2 separate regions of the Columba livia genome follow, and region 1 is linked to region 2. A link is a contact called in public Hi-C data. All regions are on one chromosome and are shown on one strand. The core of a region is the stretch at or near the end of the contact, and the rest is flanking DNA. Distances in the headings are between cores, read along the strand shown. Region 1 overlaps ITGB5 (integrin subunit beta 5). Region 2 overlaps SLC12A8 (solute carrier family 12 member 8).

Region 1 (7,103 bases), core at 275-2,774, 210 kb before region 2:
CACGTTGCTCCCTGGCTACTTCACAGAGCAGTTTGCTTTACAACCCAGTGTCCCCATGCAGGGGAAGGGCACCTGCAGTCCTGTCCCCAGGCCCTTGGTCTCCTCCTCTGCACCCTCCCTACTCAAACAATGACTCAAACTTCATCTCCCTACCACTGCCTTAATTGTCTGTTTTTTCAGCTCTAACCCGGCCTGCTGGGAAATGCCGCAGCACAAAGGTAATCTGCAAGGGAAAGGGTGGCAGGGGGCACTGCCCGTGCCTTTCCTTTCGGAGTGCAAAGAAGAAAATGAAGGGGTTGGTTTTGTTTTTAAACTACTTGCTCTCTCATGAATTAATGGCAGCAGATCTGTATTCACAGTGCTTGCTGCTTTGGATGGCAAAGCTGGTTTTAAGTGTTCCTGCCCTTCCCTTCCCTCCACTTTCCTTCCTGCTCCCCCTTTCCATGCCTGGGGCAGTACAGCTTGTGTGAGACAGTCACATGAACTAAGCTGAAACTTGCTGTGTTCACTTGTGATGATTATTTTTTGACTGTTTTCTATTTTTTTCTTCATGGTAGTGACAAAATCTATCTTGCCAGCCTGACACTAGGCAGCGGGATGGTCACAAAAACCTTACTTATCCCACGGATGCTCCTTCCCAGGTGGCAGCATTAGTCCCAGGTATTTAATACACATCACAGTCTGTAAATATCAGCCCTGAACTTCAATACTGTGTAGGAAACATGGAACTCTGAAGAGCTGCCTCTCTGCAGTGCTCAGGCCTGTCCTGTCGTTTGTGGCACTTCATGGGGAGGAAGCACAGCCCCCAACCCATGCACAGGTGGGTTACACAGAGGCAGAACCAGCATTTTACCCGAGGCTGCCCTGGCACTTGATTTCAGGATGCATGCAGCCTCCTCCCCTGCTCGGGTAAATTTAGTGGAATCAAGTGGGAAGACAGAGCCCAAATTTAATTTGTTTGGGATTTTAGTTTTGTTTTTATTTTTAACCTCACCTGATCAGCACCGATGCTGCCAATCTGCCACTTGCTGCACTCCTAAAAATCCCTGTTTTGAGCTATTTTTAGTGTGGTCTGCTGCATTTCTTCAGTGCTGCTGGTGGGAGGAGGGGGAGACCATAAAATTCTTGAAGGAGAGCTGTTTATACTGAGCAAATAAGAGCTTCTGTTTATAGAGGCAAAACCAAATAAAGAATAAATAAATCCGGAAGGATGGGCCCATGGCCCTTTTCCAATGAGAAGAGCAAGTCAAAACAATGAGCACAATTTGTTTTTGCTTTTCCTTGGCAAGCTTCCTCCAGCTGACTATTGCGTGATCTGTTCAGGGCAAAGTGACAAGTAAAAAGGTTGGAAAAAAAAAAACAACAAACCAGGCAGTAGCAACTGCTCCAGCTTCTCTCTCCTGCGGGTGACTGTGTGGGTTTACACCCTGTGTGGGTTTAAAGCTGCAGCTGTCACCCAGGGTAACCCAGACTCCAGCTCCAGATGAAAACAGATGGGGCTGGGAGAACAGTTTGAGGGGCAAAAAAAACAACAAAACCAAAGCAAAATGTATGCTGTGAAGCAACAACACTGAGTTTTATCCAGCCCTCTTCCCAGCCAAAAGCTCAGGGCTCCCCTTCTTTTCTAGCTGGTGTCCACTGCACCCCGCAGCTCTTGTCCTCTGGTAAAACATCAGATGTTTGGGTGAGCTGCTGTGTGCTCCCAGCTGCCCTCCTGCAGGCATTCATGCCAGATACCTACCTGCACACCCCAAGAAAAAGGTGTTTAATTTAGTTTCCTCAGCCTAAACTCCCATTTCCCTTGGCCTGTTTAACACTGCTGGCACAGAGCAAGAGCTCCTTGTGGCACCCCCCACCCTGGGTCAACACTAGGGTATTAAATCAACATACCTTCTGCAGCAGTCATTGCGGCTCCAGCTCCTATTTTTATAGCCATGCTTTTACCGATAAGGCTCTATTAATAAATCAATCAGGCAGCACCACTTGTGCTTGCAAGCACAAGACCCTGTTTAGTCTGTTGGTGGGGGAGCTCAGCAAGGAAACAATTTACTCTCAGCATCATATATGCACAATAGTTTTATTTTTTTTATATAAAAAAAATCCTAAAGACTGCAGAACTCTTGTACCTAATTTCTTACACAAATGCTTCCAACACCCTCTTTTTTTTTTTTAAGCTAATTCCCCCCTAACAACTTTTGATGGTGTGGGTTCCCCTGATTTTTGACCTAGGCCCCCTTTCTAATGGGATATGTCTAAAGCTGCAATATGGCACTGAGTTGACTTAGCTGGCAGGTTTAATACATCCAGAAAGCTGGTGTATGGAGTCACAAAAGGCTTGGTGTCCATTGGCAGAGGCGGGGAGCCTGCCTTCGTGTCCATGCCTCCAGAACAAACCAGACTTTTCTCCTTACTGTGCAAATAACAGGCTTTGGTCATCGACCAGTCCTGTCGTGAGGGATTCTCCCCCCTGAAGAGGATCCCGTCTTCAAGTGGGGAAGCAGCACATACAGTCAAGCAATTGTCCACAGCAGTCCCAGGCGCCAAGACCCCATCAGTCAACTGTACCGTTGTAAGACTTGTTGAGCTTGTTGAATGTGAACTCTACGTTATGCGTGGAAATAGGCTTTCGGTAGAGAGGATTAGATGCCTTCGAAGAAACGAGAAGACAAAAAGAACAAAGGTGAGTAACAAAACCCATGTCATGGCAAAAATGTGTATTATTTCCCCCTTCCTGTGACAAGTAATTGGGTGATAGCAATGCTTTAGAATCATAGAACAGTTTGGGTTGGAAAAGACCTTCAAAGCTCATCTAGTCCAACCCCTTGCAACAAGCAGTAACATCTTCACTCAGATCAGGTTGCTCAGAGCCCCGTCCAGCCTGGCCTTGAATGTCTCCAGGAATGGAGCATCAACCACCTCTCTGGACAATCTGGGCCAGTGTTTCACCACCCTCAGTGTAAAAAAATTTCTTCCTCATGTCCAGCCTGAATCTCTTCTCCTTCAGTTTAAAACCATTACCCCTTGTCCTGTTGTAACATGCCTTGCTAAAAGGTCTGTCCCCATCCTTCTTATAGGTCCCTTTTAAGTATCGAAAGACACAATAAGGTCTCCCCAGAGCCTTCTCTTCTCCAGCCTGAACAACTCCAACTTTCTTAGCCTGTCCTCATAGGAGAGGTTTTGACTGAAATGTGCGTTCATCTCCAAAAGCAGTAAAGCCCCTGCCCATATTCCAGCTGCACCCCAGCCCGGGGCTCACCATTTCATATCTGGCCCGGGAACGTTCACTCTGGAATCGGTCGAACTCCCGCCTGTCATGGATGGTGACGAGCAGCTTCCAGAGCCCCAGCAGGATGATGCCGATCAGCACCACACTGCCGATCACCGCCAGCACGATGGTCACGGCGCTGGGGGCTGAGCTGCATGCTGGTAACAAGGAGGAGAAGGTAATTAGTTCTGGTGTAAGTGTGTCCCGATCAGGATACTGGGATATAATGACCTGGACCACAGCCACTGAGCAGGTGACCTCAGGGCAGTGCTAGCAGCAGTGACTAAATTAAAAAAAAAAAGAAAAGCAACAGTCCTCTCTGAATCCAAAAGGATTTTTAAAAATTAAATAAATTGCTGACTAGAGACAGGTCAAAGGAACAGGCCCCATAGACATCACTTGGGGCCAGGATGCATCATCACACTTTGAGGGTCAAGCTGTGCCGCAGTGCCACTGTCCAAGAGTGATGCCTGGTTTTAATGCTGGCTGACCATGTGGGATACAGAGGGTTAAGGTGCCTGTGGCAAAAGCCAGATCAGCTTCTGGCCCACATGGACGCAGGTGATCACTAGGCACTTTACATAAGTACATTAACTGTCAGCTAATCAACTGCTCTTTCAATTAAGTAGAAGCTGCTGCACAAATAAAATGAAATGTGCAGTCCCTCAGTCTTTCCCATACTGGCCTGTGCCTCAGAGGACCAGAGCAGACCACGAGAAGCTACTGCTGGGTGCTCGCCAGCTCATCCTGCAGGACCACGTGGGGTTTTCTTTGAGAAACTGCATGGCATGTGATTAAAATAACTCCGGGAAGCACAGCTGTCTGCAGCAGCCCTAGGAGGGAAGCAGGGACACACAGCCCTTGTGCTGCTCAGCCCAGAGCGAGCTCTTCGGAAATGCAGAAATCCATAGGTGCTCTGGGGCTTTCCTAACATCCCGACTTAACCAGCAGCAGGACCATATCTCCCCTTCTGTTTTACTTTTCTCTCAATGGCTATATCTCCAAACCAGTAAATGGCATGCTTTTTGCTATGTAAATAGGCTGGGTTTAATTTCAGCATCCCAAGCTGCCAAAAAGCCCTTCAGCTGCTTGCTAGCAATGCTGGCAGCTCAGGTACGCGTTTCACTATTTTACTGAGTTACGAGTATTTGGAGATGGGTTTCAGCACTGTAAAACACTTTATCTTTTTAAATCATCCCAGTTCACCTGCTCATGGGTGCCTTTGTGCAGGCAGCGAAATCAGCCTTTTGGCAGCCCGCCAGGCTTCCCAGCAGCCTATCAGCTCCCGCAAGGCACCTGTGCTATCAAAAGGAAACCCAAAGGAGGGCTAACCTGGCTCTTTGAGGACGGTGAGGTTGGATTTCCCACTGGCAAGCTCCGAGTAGGTGAACTTCATGACGCAGTTGTTCACCGGGTAGGCACAGAGGATTGCGTTTGGGTCATCTGTTTCTGGAACAAGATGCAGAGTTGCAGAACTTTTGTATCCTTACACAAATGCATCCAACACCCTCTTCTTTTTAAGCTACTTCCTCCCTAACAACTTCTGATGGTGTGGGTTCCCCTGATTTTGACCTAGTCCCCCTTTTTAACAGGATATGTCTAAAGTTGCAATATGGCACTTGGCTGGCTTAGTTGTCAGGTTTAATATTAGGAATTAGCACAATTCTCCTCTGCAAGCTCAGCAGGGCTTGCCACGGGAGCAGAGGAACAGGGAGCAAGCCTGGAAAGCAGCACAGATTGATCACAATTCATGCAAATTGTAACTGAGCAGCATCCAGACTTACTGCATGAGAAAATGTGGCACTCAGCAAATGTTACATGTCAAACATAACACAACTCGCACACACACACATGCCCTTCCTTCACTCAAGTCGGCTTTGGCAATAAATGCCATTTTCTTTTTAATTTGCTAAATTTCTTGAAGGGTGAAAGCTGAAGAGAAAGTGAGGGGCAGAGATTCAGCCTGCAAGGACACAACCAGGGCCATCAGCAGCAGCAGCCCATGGCCAGCTCAAGCTCCAGCTGTGCTGAACGGCTCCAGCTCTGGAAACTGTTGAGAAGTTTGTTTTTAAAAGGTGAGATAGAAGGAAAATGGGGAGGAGAGGATAGAGGGAGGGGGAAAGGAGGAGCTGGCTGGAAGAGAGGATGCAGAGATGGGGGTCAAGCAAGATATGTGACTACTTGATTCCCATGGCCATATGGACACAGTTTGGTTGCCTGTTTAATATATCACAGCACCAGGCAGAGCCTGTAGCTGCTCTGATTGCTATAAGACGCTTCCTGAGGAATGCTGCTTCACAAAAGCCATTACAAAGTTTTGGCAAAGCCATTACCTGAGGTTTGCAACTCTAGCTGCAGGGGGGATATCAGCAGAGCCATCACCCTGCATGGCCACAGCTTGTGGGGTGTCCCCACTGCAGGGACAGTGAAGAAGATGGGGCAACATCTCCAACCATGTCAGGCAGCTCTGCAGGAGCACATCTCTGTAGGGATGTACGGACTGAGAGAGTCAAGGGATGGGAAAGGCTTTGGTCACCCAGTGTTACTGGTTGGCAAAGACATGGCCTTGGCTTAGGCACCTGGAAAATGCTTCCTGCACTCCCTCTCCTCACTCATATCTGTGCCCGTCTGTCACACTGAAAAACGATCACATTAATGAGGACTACTACTCCAGCCCTTTATCTCTCTCCTGTCTGTTTGTCTTCCCTTCCAATGCCTTTGACCTGCTTTCAGCTGAAAGATTGATTCCCTCCATTTCAACAGCTCTGAGCCTAGATGCAGCTGTCCCTCTGGTGAGTCCTGGTGGGGCTTCTGGTGTGGACAAACCTCAGCTGTTCCTACCCTCAGGACAGGAGAACCTGCTCTACCTACACAGTGTTATCAAAGGTAGGACTGGAGAAATGCTGATTGTTACAAAGCAAAGTACTAATTAGATAAATATAGATAAAACTTTCACGTTTCTTGACTAATGCCCTTCTGACTTGAGCAGCAAATCCCAGTTCCTCCAGGCCCAGTTGCTTCCAATTCCATATTTGCACCATTATTCTGCTAAAAGAGGTTGTGATTGAAGTCTTGATAGTGATGATCTCTGTTGGTCTTCACTAGGTTTCAGAGATCACACATCCACAGACAGACATGTGATGGCCCCATGGAGCTTTCAGGTCCACTGATGTGTGCTGTTGGCAGGTTCACCTCAGCACTGGACCTGTCACACTCCTCTCACGTTGAAAGCTTCTTTCTGGAACCATCAGTATGGAAATGTAATGTTACAGAAGTGTAGGTGATCCTGCAGAATCCAATACAAGTCATATAAACCTCCCAAAAGGCATCGTTGTAGTTCATCAGTCCAATGATAAATGCCCCTGCTCTGCTAACCTTTGAAGCACTGGCTGCTTCACACCCGGAGCCAAAAGGCATGTGTGTTCATTGGAATTTGATATTTAAGAAGGTCCCATCCTCCACTGCCAGAACAATGCAGACCTGTGTCTTCTGTGACAAATATCAGTGTTCACCTCTCAGCAGGGACTTTTGACATGTGCTACATAACACAAAACCACTTGAACACAAGGATTTGGCTGAGTATGCCTGTAAAGAAGTCATAGTCCACAAGCACTTTCTCTAGGAATATTTTGCTTTACCTCTTTCCCCAGCAGCCCAGATCTCCAAGCTGCAGAGTGCGCAGACCTACCAAGCGTGCAGAACCACCCACAATCTGACTGCCATAGTTGAACAGAGGAATAAGGGTAATTCCCCAAAATGTCTTTAAACAGAAATTTGACTGTGTTTTTCTCTCAAAGCCATGCAGGGGGTTGGCAAACCACAGCCCAGCCTCACCTCC
Region 2 (7,324 bases), core at 1,153-3,652:
CTGAGGAGCTGGTCACGGAGAGGAGCATCCTCTCCTTCACGTTCACTGCTCCTCCCAAAATGACTCAGGCTGATTTTGAGGTATGGACCTCTAGATTTAAAACACAAATGTACGCAAGCCACAAAACCCCTGCACTGCTACTGTGCAAACCTGTAGCAAGTGCTGGGTCTTGGTTAGGGACTGAGAAGTCGAGTGCTGCCCAATTTCAATTTACCTGTGTTAAGTTTGGTAAAAAAAGTAAGCTGGGCCTAAGGAGAAAGAGAATACAGATGTTTTCCATCCCCAGGAAAGAGCACATGTTTCTGCAGATGGGACTGAATTTTAAGGCTAGTGGCCAGAGACAGCTCAATGAGGCTGGATTTCAGACGGCATAGGGAGCCCCTCTCCTCAATACCCAGCCCTGGCCAAGATCCCAGCTTGGGACTGTGACCCGTTCCCAGGGGAAGCGTCAGCCAGAGTCAAGGGGAGGATTTAGGATTAACTCCAAAAAACTCAGCCAGTCCCACCCCACCCTGCGGGAAGGAGCAAAAGCCCTCAGGGCCAGGCAGAGGGATGCTGCAGCCTGGCAGGGAGCAGGCAGGTCTGCCTGCGGTCTCAGCAGCATCTGGACAAACAACCCAGAGCATCCCCTGTTTGTTGGAGCTGCTCAGCTCCTCCAGCCCCAGCTCCAGGCTGCAAGAGCCTGGATGGCTCTCAGAGCAGGAGCAACCCATGGCAATTGGGAGGAAAAAATAAAAATAAAAGGAGCAAAAGCAGCGGGGAGCCCTGCTGAGAAGCCCCCTTTTGTGTAAACACGCTCCATCCTCAGGCTAAAAATAAAGGCAAACCACAGGAAGGGAGTGAGTGCTTGGACAATATCCGATGTGGTGTGTGCCTGGGTGTGCGCTGAGGGAACGGGGAGAAGAGCTGGGGACTCCACCCAGCCCAACCGCACAAAGGCAGCCATTTCAGGCCTTCAAGATGGACAGGCATTCCTGGAGATTATTTCAATCCAAAAAACTGCTGCTTGGCAGATGTGCAGTCCTTTGGTATGTGTGCAGCACTTGGAATTGCAAAGTGATGGAAAAGGCTGCCATGGCAGGAGTGAGAATGGCAGGGTGACCACACAAGGCCCATTTTACAGGTTCAGAGACCAAGACCTGAGTCTGTGAACTGAAATGCCATAAACCTGTCATTAAACAAGGATACAACTAGACGTCAGCTGAAATCTTTCCAGCTCATAGGTCCATCCTCAAAAATTACCTCTCCCTGCATGCTGCCCTTTGCATTTCAGTCACGGCTGCATCCAAAGAACCAAACCCAAAACAACCGCAGGCAGGTGAAGGCTGCCGAGAGGTGACCACTTGACTGTTCACTCAAAAGGGTCCCAAATGCTACCCCAGGTGCTGGGCTCAGATGCACTGCACCCCACCGTTGCCATCAGCCGCCTCCCGAGGATGGAGTTTCACCCACACCTGCACATCCCGCCCGCAGCCTCCTCGCAGAAGGGATGCTTTCCTGATGGGTGCAATTGTGCCCAAGAGACGAGCATCTATCCACGCCGTGCAGAAAGCACGCAAGACAGAGTGAGGAGGCTTCTTGAAGCCCAGCTCTCACGGTTGGTGCTGACACACCACTCAGAGGCCTTCTGGGGAAGTGCAGGACTTGTGAGGAACCAAGCACTCAGCCTGGCTCGGAACAGTTTTCTCACACAGAGGCTGTCTGTAAAAGCAGAGAAACCCGCAGGTCTCCCCAGCCAGTCTCATGGCCATAGGTCCCACTGTACGGGCAGCACTGCTCTGGGATAGTGGCGTTTGGAGCTTGGATCTCGCCACCATCAGCCCGACGTTCTTCCATACACTGAAAATCCTCTCTTTAGCCAGCCACAGCTAAACTGCAGCATCTGCAATGCTCAACAGCCTCATTTCCCTTCCTTTCTCTATTTTCAGTGAGAAGAAAATGACATAGTGCTCAGTAGTGGAGGAAATCAAAGACAACTACATTGACCTCAACTTGGGCTTGCTTCCTGCTGACGTTTGTATTCCTCTAATTCTCTCCTCCTGATCCCATGTTTACTTTCCTACCATCAGGTCTTACCCTGAGTATTCATCTTCTCTCTACTATTAGAAAGGTCTCTAGGTCCACATTAAAATTCTCCTCTGAGCACAACCAAAACACTACCTCCCCCCCCGCCCCATTTCCTTTAGAAAACAACTTCCTATGAAATGCAGCTGTTTGGAGCAGGTCAGTTGCTTTCTCTGCAGGACACATCACAGGGACCACAACCGTCCTCGCTTCGTTCTCATTTGCAAGTGTCTGCTGGGAATTTTACCAGCTTTCCTTTGGGGCATTTCTTACTTGTTAAGTATAAAATGCAAATGCCTTTCCACAAGGCTCTCTGAGAGGGGAGAAGTTGCTGGGGCAGCAGCTCCTGCGCCCACCCCGGTGTCCCTGCACACCGTCCCAGCAGCATAAAACCCCAGCAGTGTGAAAGGCAGCCACTCCATGGGCACTGTGAACTCCTATGAGATTCACCTCTCGCTGCCCCACTCGGCAGCTGAATCCTGACTGTAAATCAAAAGTCAAGATCTTTCCTTTAAACCCACTTTAACAGGCCCCTTGCAACCCCCGAAGCTGCTGCTGGACACAGGGGAAGCCAAGAAAAAGGTGACACCTTCTGTTTACTCAGCTAATTACACTTCGTTATTGCTGAAACTGGCCGGTGCGGCCCGCATGGACCCCATCCACAACTCCCCACGTCTTGAGATGTGTTTCCCTGCAAACACCTCTCATGGATGAGGATGGAGGAAGGGGAAAAGGGGCTCAAGGTGCAAGCAGGGCTGCAGGTGGGAGCCCCAAACCTCTGGATGCCCAAGCCGGAGCAGCTGCTGTAGGCTGAAGTCAGGCTGGGGAAGCAAATCCAGCAGTGTGCAGCTGGGGACACAGCCCACCATTGCCAGTGTCTGAGTGAGCCCAAGGGTCTCTGACAAGAACAGCTCCTTAATCCACAGTCACAATTCTTCCCTTTTTTGGACACGACGCTCAGAGTTAGACAGCAGAAGGCTACAAAGAGCAATTGCTAATGCAGCCACTCTCTGTTACTAGAAAACCTCCGAGTTTATACAAGTATAGCAAGTGCACACCCTGAGACCTGTTCCTGTGGTTAAACCTAAATTAATACGGCATTTTAAGTCATGCTCTGGAAATTCTTATTCCTTGCAAAGTTGCCTCTAAAATCTCAGTATAAAAGGACAGGGGACATGTCTGGGAGCACTGAACTCCACCTCTGCCCAAATGTGTAACTTCACAAATACACTGAAGGAGAAAGCCCTGGAGGATGAACACCTCCTGACCCCCAGTTTTACCTGGATCAAGATGTGTAAAGGACCCGATGACGAAGTCAAGTGTCGAGACAGCCAGGAGGAAGAGCAGCAGGAGCTGGAGCCTGATGATCCACTTCACCCCAGCCAGGTTGATCCCCAGCAGGCCCAGCAGGACAGCCAGGGAGATCCCACGCACCGCCCAGATGTTGCTGAGGCTCAGGACATCTGCGATGGACTCCGCGAATCCAGTGATGTACATGGCACCTGCAACGCACTGAAGGACAGAGCTGTGTGAGAACAAGAAATCCCCATCCACAGCCTCCATGCAGGGCTGGGGGGCCTCTGTTCAGACAGACAGATGTTTGCTGTCACAATACAGTCTTTAATGTCACTCTGGTCTACAGGGACTGAAACTTATTGCTGTAAGACAGCATGCTGCCAGGGCAGCACACCTACCGCCCAGGCTAACAGAGAAGGCCGGGCATTAGCCCAGTAACTTTCCACTGGCTTTAAAATTAACCCTCTATTAATGCTACAGGAGAAACCACACTGGCTTCTACAAGGGATAAAAGGATGAGTCAACCTCTAGGTTTCTTCCCTTCTTCTGTTTCTCTGTTCAACACCTCCCTGAAGAACAGCAGTTTACTTCCCCCTTCACTGCCTCCCAGGGGTTATTTTTAACTCAGTGTTTAGTTTGGATGTAAAGTCTGAGGTTTCACCAGCTCCCCGTCTTGCTGCTGGAACAGAGCCTGCACTTTTGAGGAGTGCACATTGTGCAAGCCATGCCTCCCGCACTGCCGGGACAGCTGTCTGTTTGTCTTGCTGCAGAGCAGGACACACGCTGTGCCCTAGGTGGCTGAGAGTCTGCAGGACAGGACATCTGCAACATAGGTTCAGGCCTCAAACCCCACTGCAGGGCAATCCTAAATACCAGAACATTTCCCTCCAGAGGTTCCCACCAGCTGACATCTCAACAACAACCTTCTCCAGTGCACAGCATCCCTGGCAAAACAGGTCTGGGCACATGGTTGCACACTGACATGGGTGGTGTGACCTCGGGTCCTGCCACCCCACTGTCCCCGTGCACAGACAAGGGATGTGCAGCACAGCTCCCACACGATGGGAAGGGAGAAAACCTCCACCAAAGCCAGCAAGACTCAGAGCAGCCCCCTCCCTCGCTGCAGAACTCTCTTGGACTGACCCAGCACTGCTCCACTGAGAGTGTTCAGGGCGACCTGACCCATAACCAGGAGCTGTGGGTTCAAGTGTGGTTTTCAGCAAGCAAGGTGTGTGGGACTCACCTATTCAGACTAGGACACATACAACTTGAAGATCCTGGAGAAGGATTCACCTCGAGAGACAGACACTTAGCACAGATTGGGTGAACTAAAATGCTGAAAGTCTCTCCTTTTTCTCACTGGTAGCCCCACTATGAACATCTCCACCAGAGAAGCCTCAGACTCTGCAAGGAAGTCCCCAGGTAAGTAGAAGTATTCTTGTTTACTTGTGTTCAGCACGGCCTACACCACCACTGAGTGGACCATGCATGTCCTACATAGGTGTTCTCTCTGGAAAATGGGTTCCTTCTGAGCTGGCAGAGGACAACACCCCACACCAGCACAGCTCCTCTTGGGGCATCCACAAAAGCTGCACTTCTGACCTGAAGCCAAAAAAAACCCAAACAGAATCCAACTCTGATAAATGCATTAAAACCAGGTGCAGTTCTTGCCTCTCACATGAGGAAAAGCCCTGTGGACAGACAGCAGTATCACCTAACCCCACCTGACCCATGTCAGCTTTTGAAAAAATTTGCTTAACTAAATAAGCTTTCTTTCCTTTCATGCCAAGGACAGCAATGTGCAAGGACACTCTGAAGGGAGCAGAGCAGAGCGAGACACTGACACAGTCTCAGCACCTCAAGCCATGTTGAAGCCTTTCCTCTGATGAACCATGAGCACCAGCAGAACAGAGGAGCTGGGTGCCCACAAACCCCTCACTGCTCTGCACAGAGCCATGGACAAGTAGCACTGCAACCCGAACTACCAGTCTTGAAACGAGAACTGAGTTCTAGGCTGAAATTTGAAGAAATCAGTCCCTTACAAGGCTTTGTAATTGCTGGGTGAGGAACATAATCAATTTTCAACACACAGACAACTGCTTCCACTGTCTTCATTTTTCAGATTTCAGGGCTGGACGCTGGAGAAACTCTGCTTGCACAGATAGGTCTTACTGCAAACCACTATAGGAAAGAAGACTGCGGAGAAAGGCACCAAACCCCAGCCTCGTGGTTAGAGCTGCAGTGACCGAACACGTCAGTCTCATAAGACCTGGTAGATGTGTGCTGGATGGTTTAAGACAATCTGATTAAGCCTCTTGTATGGAACATCCCAGGAGGACAGCAAAGCCCAGCTGGGTCTCAGCTCACCTTGATGCAGCACAGAAAATTTTTACAGTGAGTGTGGTAAAACAACTGGCCCAGGTTGCCCAGAGAGGTTGTTGATGCCTCATCCCTGGAAACAAATACTTAAGGCCAGGCTGAACAGAGCTCTGAGCAACCTGATCTAATTGAAGATGTCCCTGCTCATGGCAGGGGGTTGGACCAGATGACCTTTGAAGGTCCCTTTCAACCCAAACTATTCTATGACTCTATGATCTCTGCAGCAGCCCCAGGGCACTGAGTCACCTCGCATCTCCCAAGGCATCAGCAGCATATGGCCAGTCATGTCCCACTCACCCCAGTCAGACCAGGCAATAGGGAATACCCCCATTGCTGGCCAGACTCACTTCATGAGGAAGGTTACAGTGCCCCATGAGCATCTCTAGCAGAGGAGCAGCCTGCAGCTGGTGCAAAGCACGTCAGGCAGAAAGCACGGCCAAAGAGAAGGGAAAGGCATCAACTTTCGGGAGCAGACAAAGTGATCCTGAACAAGCTGCCAGCTCCCACCCCACAGCCCCCTGCACACAGGGGCTGCGGCAGCCATGGCTTTTACAGCCCCCAGGACGGGCTGCAGCCTGATTGCTTTCCCAGCCAGGGTCTGCTCGGAGAGCCAGAGTGGAAAATATGACAGGAAGGATTCTCATGTGTGGCCCATTTCCATATCTTGGCTTGTAACTGCGTTCAGTTTGTGTTTTATGGACACTTGTTTTTAATCTGGAGTGAAAGGACAAGAGGGGGTTATTTTTGGTTTGGGGCTTTTTAAGGGTTTTTGGAGATTGCTGCAAGCCAGTCAGTTAAAAACAAACCTCAATATAAATGCTTCTCTGCTCACCACATTTTATACTGTTCATAATATCTTTATAGGGGGAGGGGGTTAAGTTACTGTGGGTTTAAGAGATTACTTTCCATTCTTTATATTTAGTACTTGTGTATTTCAGTGCTCCACCACCACGACGGCTCCTTTCAGAAAACCCAGAACTGTGACTTTTGGATCTCCAGAAGTCACTCAGCTGTGGCCCTCACCGCTGCCCAGCTCTCCTCCCACACCAGCTCCACTCCTGTGGCTCCTGCAGAGAAGCAGCCAAGGCTTGCCTGGTTCTGAGGGCACCAGGAACACGCCAAGACCAACCTGCCAGCCCACAGCCGCCCGCTGGGCTTTAGGTGGCCACCCTGGCCTCTCCCCCTTTGCTTTAAATCAAATCTCTCACCAGCAAGGACATGTCCTGGCACTGGGGGTAATTTGGGATGGGAGGGCAGCTCCTGCATGTTCAAACACCCAGTTCCTCCACCACTGTGACCCATGCCAGGTGGTGTATTGCCCTGCACAGGCTTGCTTGTGGGGAGCAGAGCGGGGCTGAATGGTCCCTGTGCTGCTCTCTCTTGCTGGAGCATTACTGGGATTGTACTTGTGCCAGGAAAGCACAAGATTAATACCATCATTGCAAAGTTTCTAAATTTTCTTTAAGTAACTTTTTGTTGTTGTTGTTTTGGGTTGTTTTTTTTTTTTGTTACCTGGCCAAAAATATAAAGGAGGCCAATGGTCCCCCCTACTTGACCTCCAAGGACAGTAGAAATCATAGAGTAG

What was found. Hi-C and Micro-C count contacts between places; a contact is called where the count stands out from the background.
Region 1: a Hi-C map of crop shows a contact between it and region 2, with 1.9 times the contacts expected there. The contact joins two enhancer-like sites. A contact is called at or near these places in 2 of 2 Hi-C or Micro-C datasets (crop and liver).

What each region holds. Positions count from the first base shown.
Region 1 is chr7:10,602,577-10,609,679 of bColLiv1.pat.W.v2, reverse strand. ITGB5 (integrin subunit beta 5) reads right to left here. Exons shown (of 13, transcript XM_065070500.1): 13 at 2,059-2,647. The coding sequence ends at 2,640. Among named protein-coding and RNA genes, the nearest start is that of UMPS, 19 kb to the left of the region's middle. Within about 2 kb of position 1,524, at least 2 of the 3 cell types and tissues checked have an H3K27ac peak away from gene starts, as active enhancers do.
Region 2 is chr7:10,397,134-10,404,457 of bColLiv1.pat.W.v2, reverse strand. It overlaps SLC12A8 (solute carrier family 12 member 8), which reads right to left. Exons shown (of 14, transcript XR_010473992.1): 4 at 7,252-7,324; 5 at 3,345-3,576. Among named protein-coding and RNA genes, the nearest start is that of SLC12A8, 20 kb to the right of the region's middle. Within about 2 kb of position 2,402, at least 2 of the 3 cell types and tissues checked have an H3K27ac peak away from gene starts, as active enhancers do.